Linked DNA regions of Sus scrofa: all the other regions are linked to region 3. Evidence: chromatin contacts called from public Hi-C and HiChIP or PLAC-seq data. All regions are on one chromosome and are shown on one strand. The core of a region is the stretch at or near the end of the contact, and the rest is flanking DNA. Distances in the headings are between cores, read along the strand shown.

Region 1 (2,700 bases), core at 98-2,597, 200 kb after region 3:
GAAGGGGAATATCCTCTGGGGGCCAGAAGCCCCGCCCAAAAAAAACCCACCCAAAAAACCCATAATTTGGTTTCTGGAGCAGCAGCCTGCAGTGGCAGGGAACACTTCTAGAAAACTGGAAGTTCTGCTGCAGAGAGAGGTTGCACAGGCAAGCCCGGTTGAGGAGGCAGGTTGGAAAACTGCAGGCATCTTCCTGTGGTCTCCAAGTGTTAACAGAGATCTTGTCCTGGCGCAGATGCTATAGTTTGTGTGTGTGGCGGGCAGCGGGGTGCAGACAATAAACCTATCAGGTAGGGATGTTTGCTGTGAGGACACATAAGGAGAGAGGGGAAGGACTGGGGCGCGAGGCTGTTTCAGATGGGGTGGTCCGATCCCAGCATCTCTCTGATGGAGTAACTTTCAACCTGAGAGAAGGAGGGGACCAGGCATCATATTGAACCCCGAGTTCCCAAAATCTTACACAGTGCAGGGCACACAAGCAGTCTTGGCAAACGCTTCTTGCAATCCCACACAGGCTCATTTCAGCCCTGGCTGGCCTGTGAATTTGCCACTGAGCCTGGGCAAATCACCGCCCTGCCTCAGCTCCCCATCTCCCTGCTCCAGCTGTTTCCAGAACTGAAATGAAACACACATATGGCGAATATTGTGAATTAAGGTAACGGGTGAAGACTAGAAAGTGGCCTCCAGTTATTTTCAAATATGCCCAGACATTAATGAATATCTTAGAAGCTACAAAGCAGGGTAGAAATTTTTTTTCTTCTTACATTTTCTGATTCAACTAAGTGGGTGTTCAAAGTGGAAGAATAAGCACTGGTTTCCTGGAGTTCTAAAACTGTTTTCATCTTGAATGGAGTAAAGAGACAGCCTTGTAAACCTTCTTATGTTCCCTGGTTTGGCCTCGGAAATGACGGGTGCAAGATTCTCTGAAGTCCCGCCCCCTCCCTCATTGTTTCTGTTGATAACCCAGAGGTGACACCTCGACCTTGAAGGCCTGGGCAAGAATATCCTAGGATGCCTGAGCCCGGTGTTTTCACAGAGCTAAGTGAATTCACATCAAGCATGAGGTCTGACCCGGCTACACAGAGTGCGCTCCCAGTGGCTTCTTCGATAACAGGTTCACCCATTTTCAAAGCCTTTTGATTTGGGTGCCGTGATATGCGTGACTGTGGAGCAATTCCGCAAGCTTCCAGACACATTTCAGAGCTTTTCTTCTTGTTGTTGTTGTTATTTTAAATGCACAAGCCGTGAGCCTTAAAGAGCCACTCCGGTTTTTCGAGGAAACGGGGCCGCGGTCTGACCGTGCCGCCCCGGCACTGCTCCCCCCAGCGCGGGCGCCACCTTGACCGTGGCCTTGAGCCCAGAGCGGGCGCCTCAGAGGCCCCCTGCTCAGCAGGTGCGTGTTCTCGCCCCCTCTTCCAGGGCTCACGTCCTTGCCCTGAGATAGTCTTCACCTAAGAGCAACGTTTGGGGGAGGTAAAACAGGTCCCAACCCGATAGCGAGGGTGACACAGTCCGCGTCTGCGCAGAGCTCCGGCGGGGAGTGGGGACAGCCAAGGAGCTTGGCCCCTGGTCCCCTGCGCCCGGCGAGAACGCTAGGGAAGGATCCTGGGGCTACTGGGGGAAATCGCCCTAAAAAGCCACACCTCCCTAGCCCCCGAGCAGACCGGAAAGCCAGCACTCCCCCCCTCCCCTTCACAGAGCTATTCAGTAACTACCAAAGCCCTTCTTTATCCAGCTCCCCGCTGCCTGGATTCCTTCCAGGGACCCCGCCTCCGGGAAAGAGGCTGTCCGCAGCTTTTTGCTTTCCCTTTACACGGGGTCGCCATCTAGTGACAAGGATATATACTACCACGTTCTAACTGTTAGTGTTAAATGATCTAACTTTTTTTTTTTTTTTTTTTTTTTTTTTTGTCTTTTTTCTTTTGTCTTTTCTAGGTGCGGCATATGGAGGTTCCCAGGCTAGGGGTCTAATCGGAGCTACAGCTGCTGGCCTCAGCCAGAGAGCCACAGTAACACGGGGATCCGAGCCTCCTCTGCGACCTACCCCACAGCTCACAGCAACGCTGGGATCCTTCACCCACTGAGCGAGGCCAGGGATCGAACCTGCAACCTCATGGTTCCTAGTCGGTTTCGTTAACCACTGAGCCACGACGGCAACTCCTAGATGATCTAACGTCTATGTTCTAATGTTCTAATATTAATGTTCTAACTTCTAAGGGCTAATGTGTGGACCTTTATGGTGAGTGCGGGAGAGCACTCTGGGGGGGACTGGACCCAATTCCAGGTCCTGTGGGGGGCGGATAAGGAGTGGCCTTTCCCTGTCCTGCAACTTGCTGGCCTGGGGCCATCTGGCAGGGGGACTCGGGTCTAAGCCAAACATTGAGTCAGGGCCCCTGTGGACAGCACCCTTATTCTTCAAAAGGGGAGGCCTGTGGCCCTGCTGAGGTATGCTCTGAGAGCCACACTGGGCATAAGACCTGTCTGGAAGGATTCCGGCTTAGAATACCCCGTGCTTGTGGACAGGGGTAAGTGTTCCCAGAGACCAGGATGCCAGAGGAGGGCATACCTGTCAGAGCCCAGCAGCACCTGCCTCCTCCCTCCCCAGGGCACATCCAGTTAGAGACTCAGAGGACTGGGGAAGAGAGAGGGCAGACGCCTAGGTTCCTGAACAGTCTGGCTATGAGCGATCTCATCCGTACC
Region 2 (2,700 bases), core at 42-2,541, 140 kb after region 3:
GATTTTTTTTGCTTTTTAGGACCAAACCCGAGGCATATGGAGGTTCCCAGGCTAGGGGTCCAACCGGAGCTGTAGCTGCCAGCCTACGCCACAGCCATAACAACACCAGATCCGAGCCGCGCCTGCAACCTACACGACAGCTCACAGCAACACCAGATCCTTAACCCACTGAACAAGGCCAGGGATCGAACCTGTGTCCTCATGGATGCTAGTCAGATACGTTTCCACTGCGCCATGATGGGAGCTCCTGACTTTCTTTTATTTCATTGGAGTATAGCTGGTTTACAGTGTTGTGTTGGGCTCAGGTGTGCAGCAAAGTGATTCAGTCAAACACACATGCACTCCTCTTCAGAGTCTTTGCCCGTAGCAGTTCTTGCCGAGTGTTGAGTAGAGTTCCCTGTGCTGCGCAGCAGGTCCTCACTGGTCATCCCTTACACATATATCACCAATGACTTGAGATCGAGAGCCACATAATACATCGGAAGGAGCCCCCTGGCCTGGTGGCATCAGTTTCCGGTCCCTCTCCTCACCTGAAAGGTTGGTTAGAAACAGCTGATCTTGTGTGAATTTCGAGTTGGATTGAAAGGGAGTGGGAAGTACACACCCCCGTTCAGGTGACCGGGCCCGAGCCCGTCACCTGCATCAGCTGGGACAGCTGTCCAGGCAGACACCCCCGGGTCCCACACCTAGAGAAGACTGCGTGAGGGGTGCTCCGCTGGCCAGACCAGAGGAGGAACGTTGGCCTGCTTGTGTATTCAGGGCTCGTGGGTGGGAGGGGCTGGTAAACAAGCCTGGAACACACTGAGAGGAGGGGGTGCAGGCTCTGGACAGCCCCACAGCAAAACAAACTCCACACCGAACTGGAAGATGGGCTGAGGGAGGTCCCGGCGTGTCCCAGCAGTAACTAACCCGACTAGGATCCATGAGGATGTGGGTTCCATCCCTGGCCTCGCTCAGGGGGTTCAGGGTCCGGCGTTGCTGTGGCTGTGGTGTAGGTGGCAGACGTGGCTCAGATCCCAAGTGGCTGTGGCTGTGGTGTAGGCCAGAAACCATGGCTCCACTTCAGCCCCTAGCCTGGGAACCTCCATATGCTGCAGGCGCGGCCCTAAAAAGCAAAAAAGAAAAAACAAATGGGCTGAGGGCATACGTGTGGCCAACAGCCCTATGAGACACGCTCACGTCATTCCTGATCAGGGACATGCAGATCCAAACCCCAGTGAGATGTCACCTCATGCTGTCAGGAGGGCTCTTATCAAAAAGACAAAAGACAGCAGGTGTTGACGAAGTGGTTGTGGAAACACTGGAACTCTTGTGCCCTGTGGGTGGGAAATGTGAATTGGCACAGCCGCTGCAGACAGTAGTACGGAGGTGCCTCAGAAAAAACTAAAAATGGAACTGCCGCATGATCCAGCCGTCCAACTTCTGAGTATTTATCCAAAAGAATTGAAATCAGGACCTCAACGAGGTAACTCCTGTGTTGATTGTAGCCTTATTCACAACTGCCAACATGTGGAAATCCCTTAACTGCCCTTCCAGTGAATGGACAGATGAATGGATGAGAAGACGTGACGTGCACAGCCAGGGAAATGCTTAAGAAGGGAAACCTGCAACATGCAGAAGACTTTTGGCATGAGCTCTCCAAAGTAGCCGGATTCATAGAGTCAAAGAGTGGAATCTTGGTTGCCAGGGACTGTGGGGAGAAGTGGGGAGTCACGAATCAAGGGGTATATACTTCAGTTAAGGGGGATGAGTTTTAAAGGCCAGCACCTCATCTCTAGTCACATCTCTAGTATAGTCACAGCTCTAGTACTATATTTAAAATCATGTGAAGGCGTTCCCATCATGGCGCAGCGGAAATGAATCTGGCTAGGAACCATGAGGTTGCGGGTTCGATCCCAGGTGTTGCTCAGTGGGTTAAGGATCTGGCGTTGCTCTGAGCTGTGGTGTAGGTCGCAGATTCGGTTCGGATCCCGAGTTGCTGAGGCTGTGGTGTAGGCTGGCGGCTGGAGCTCCGATTTGCCCCCTAGCCTGGGAACTTCTATATGCCGCGGGTGCGGCCCTAAAAAGAAAAATAAATAAATGGATAAAATTTTGTTAAGAAGATAGGTCTCATGTTACATATTCTTACCACAGTAACATACAGTTTGTTAAAATAAAGCTAAGACCATGCTTAGTCACATACACACCAAGTAGAAAGAGAAAAGTGCTACCAGCTCTTGGCTCAAACCTGACTCTGCCCCTAAGTAGCCGTGTGACCTTGAACAGCTAAGTGAGCTCATCTCCCCACATCTGAAAAAAATGAAAGCTGCAATATTCTCTACCAAGTGGTCTGGCTGTGAGGATTTAAGAGGCTAAAACAGGTCAAGTACTTTGAACAGCAGTTGTAAGTTTAATAAATATTACCCTTATTTAGGGAGTTCCTGCTGTGGCACAGTGGGTTAAGAATACGACTGCAGTGGCTCAGGTGGCTGCGGAGGCACAGGTTTGCCCCCTGGCCCGACGCAGTGGGTTCATGGATCCGGTGTTGCTGCCGCTGTGGTTTAGGTCATAACTGTGGCTCAGAGTCCGTGCCTGGTCTGGGAACTATCATATGTGGCGGGGATGGGGGGTATTACCTGTATTCAGTGTCACAGTAATAGAAGAGCAGTGACATATAGCATGGTCTGTGGACTCAGGGCTGAAGTGAGTCGTGGAAAGTTT
Region 3 (2,700 bases), core at 50-2,549:
GGCCGACAGCTACAGCTCCAATGTGACCCCTAGCCTGGGAACCTCCATATGCCGTGGGTGCGGCCCTGAAAAGATTTTAAAAAAAGAAGAATATGTGTATTTTATCTCATCCTTTTAAGTTTCCTACTTTTGTAAACTTGGTAGTAAAGTGTTTTCATAAACGTGGTAATAAAATAGAACATATATAATTCATTTAAAAGAAACACCGCATGTATTAGGAGTGTTCAGGGTTTTTTTTGTATTAAATGCTCAATCAAAACCACTTAGATCATAGTTGACATAAAAGAACACATGTGCGCTAGTATGTACCCAGTCCCATAAACGGGGTCCCATTTATGACCAGGAGTAGTGCTTTTTTTAAAAAAAATTTTTTTAATTGAAGTGTAGTTGATTTACAGTGTTTTAAGCGTATAGCAAAGTGATCCAGTTTACATATACATAGATCCGGTTTCCACTCTAGGTTATTAGCAGATGTCGACTATAGCTCCCCGGGCTCTACTGCAGGTCCCTCTTGTTTCTTCAAAAGATAATAGTGTGCTGGGGAACGCTTTTGATGGAGATGTCACCCGGAAGAGAAAGGTGAAGTCGGTAACATACGGAATCTGTATCAGGATCTCGGAAGCCCCGCACACACCCCGGGGTCCTCGGCAGGGTGGAGGGAAGTTGTTCTTCCCGACCCAGCTGCCCTTCCTCCAGGAGCAGCATGTGAGATGAGGAGCATGTCAGCCCTCGTCCCGTTTCACTGTCTTCCTGCTCGGGCTGTCCAGTGGTTCGGAAATAGCCCGCCGGGTCCCCCGATGGACCGCCAGGCGGGATGCCGCAGGGACCGTGGTTCCGTGAGAACTCAGTCCATCGCAGCCAGCCAGCGTGGGCGGTGCCTGACCTCGGCTGGGCCTCGGTGACCCTCCCCACCCACCCCACTCCTCCTCTGTCACCGACTGCTTACCTCCAGCCGACTGTGGGCCAGACGCCCCTTCCAGTGCGTGACAAACGCTGACTCATTACTTCACCACCAGGACCCACTCCCCCCATTTCACAGGTGAGGAAATTGAAGGTGCAAAGACGCTGCGTTGCTTACTGAGACCTTGCAGCCAGCAAGGGGCAGACCTCAGAAACCCTTGGAAACGAGCCCTTGGAACACAAACCGCTATTAAGTTAGGACCGCCTCTGTCCCCAGCTGCCATCCTGTGTGCCCCAGAGCGGGCACATGAGAGCTTTCTGACGTCTTCGCTGTGCTCCACGGGGAGGGAGCAGGATCCAGTATGATCGCAGCGGGCACCTCCCCTCCAGCCGCGTGCCAGTGGCCAGTGCTGTGGGGTTGCTGGGTCGTCACAGCACTGAGACTGGCCTGATGACTCACAGCATACAAATGTCCTTTGCCGCAGACCTAAGAACCTGCTGTAGTTTACACAGCGTGGAACAGCTAGCTCTTGGTTTGCCCTGCCACGGGATCCCCTACCAGCTGATGTTTATACTCACAACATCCGCACGCAAATAACTCCTTAAATATGGTATATTTAATATACAGTACTGCTCTTTGTTTATATCGTGCTTTGTAGTTTACAGAACCCATCCCAGTGTTACTTTATCATCCTGCGTGTGCTTACAATATCATTTCACTTGTGCTAGCAGGTGTTCTGGCTTCTCACCTTTCTCCCTTCTTTTGTTTCTTTCTCCTTCCCCCTCCTCGCCCTTCCTCCCTCCCAGCATCCCTGCCTGCCTTTCCCCCTTTCCTCCTCGCATCTTCCCACCCCCTCCCACCATCGGGCGGGCTTCCCACATCCATCGCTAGTTGAGTTTCGTCACCTGTCAGTTAAAGGCAACCGAGAGTAATGAAAAAATTCTCCAAGGAGCAAAGGAGCTGTAATGCAGAGTTACGGTTGTAAACAGCAGTCGCCATTTAAGTCACGTAAGAAGGATGTATTGCTGTGCTTTGAAGAGGGGGAAGGAAGGGATTCTGTCTCTGAAAAGAACCCAGGGGACAGGGTTCCATGCATTGGGCCTCCTGGGCATTGCTGGGTCTCTGTGGTGTCTTCACAAAGTTTTCTTTGCAGGTAGATAACAGCTTTGGAGAGAAATGTTCAAAGAAATACATAAACATGAGGACCCAAGGCAGCGACAGGTGGTACGCTGAGAGCAGGATGCACAAGGCGGCCCCCTTGTCCTGGTTTCTCTGTTCCAAGGCAAGAAGCTGAGGTCTAGACAGGGCAAGTGCCAGCCAGGGCTCCTTAACTTGCTGTGGCTAGCAGGGAGGCACTGAGCTTTTCCCTGCTTTCCAGAGAGATTGTGCTGCTTCAGAGTCACATGCTGAGCATGAAGAGCAAATACACTGGCGTAAAGAGAGGAGGTGTTCAACACTCCCCCCCGTGCCCCCACAGGACAGGACTTGGAAGTGAGATGGGGCCGTGGGCTAAGGATGCTTCTGTTGCCTTTCAGCCTGGAGGCGATGCGGCAGAGGCAGGCTGTCGGGGGCAGTCTGCCGTTTGGCCGGCATGACCTGTGACTGTTGTAAATACTTTATCACAGCTTCAGTACGAGCACGTTTTTCCCAATGAACTGCATCCTGAATTATATCACAAAGTGCGTTCGTTTCCTCGGGCCACTATTACAAAGTACCACAGACTAGGTGACCTAAAACGACAGATAGCTATTCTCTCACAGTTGCGGAGCCCACAAGTCTGAAAGCAAAACGGCAGCAGG

Evidence for each region. A called contact is a pair of places that touch in the nucleus more often than the background predicts. HiChIP or PLAC-seq counts read pairs in DNA pulled down with a chosen protein or histone mark.
Region 1: a contact with region 3 is called in an H3K27ac HiChIP or PLAC-seq map of skeletal muscle. The contact joins two enhancer-like sites. A contact is called at or near these places in 1 of 47 Hi-C or Micro-C datasets (heart right ventricle) and 2 of 2 datasets of contacts at active chromatin or transcription factors (alveolar macrophages and skeletal muscle).
Region 2: a Hi-C map of heart right ventricle shows a contact between it and region 3, with 8 times the contacts expected there. The contact joins two enhancer-like sites. A contact is called at or near these places in 1 of 47 Hi-C or Micro-C datasets (heart right ventricle) and 1 of 2 datasets of contacts at active chromatin or transcription factors (alveolar macrophages).

Annotation. Positions count from the first base shown.
Region 1 is chr18:10,184,139-10,186,838 of Sscrofa11.1, forward strand. No RefSeq gene overlaps it. Among named protein-coding and RNA genes, the nearest start is that of CLEC2L, 9.1 kb to the left of the region's middle. Within about 2 kb of position 1,348, at least 39 of the 83 cell types and tissues checked have an H3K27ac peak or open chromatin away from gene starts, as enhancers often do. A contact at or near this core is called in skeletal muscle, where this site is marked.
Region 2 is chr18:10,121,085-10,123,784 of Sscrofa11.1, forward strand. All of the region lies in intron 12 of HIPK2 (homeodomain-interacting protein kinase 2), which reads left to right. Among named protein-coding and RNA genes, the nearest start is that of CLEC2L, 54 kb to the right of the region's middle. Within about 2 kb of position 1,292, at least 3 of the 83 cell types and tissues checked have an H3K27ac peak or open chromatin away from gene starts, as enhancers often do.
Region 3 is chr18:9,985,587-9,988,286 of Sscrofa11.1, forward strand. All of the region lies in intron 1 of HIPK2 (homeodomain-interacting protein kinase 2), which reads left to right. LOC106508201 (a long non-coding RNA gene) reads right to left here. Exons shown (of 2, transcript XR_002340220.1): 2 at 1,500-2,700. Among named protein-coding and RNA genes, the nearest start is that of HIPK2, 46 kb to the left of the region's middle. Within about 2 kb of position 1,300, at least 18 of the 83 cell types and tissues checked have an H3K27ac peak or open chromatin away from gene starts, as enhancers often do. A contact at or near this core is called in skeletal muscle, where this site is marked.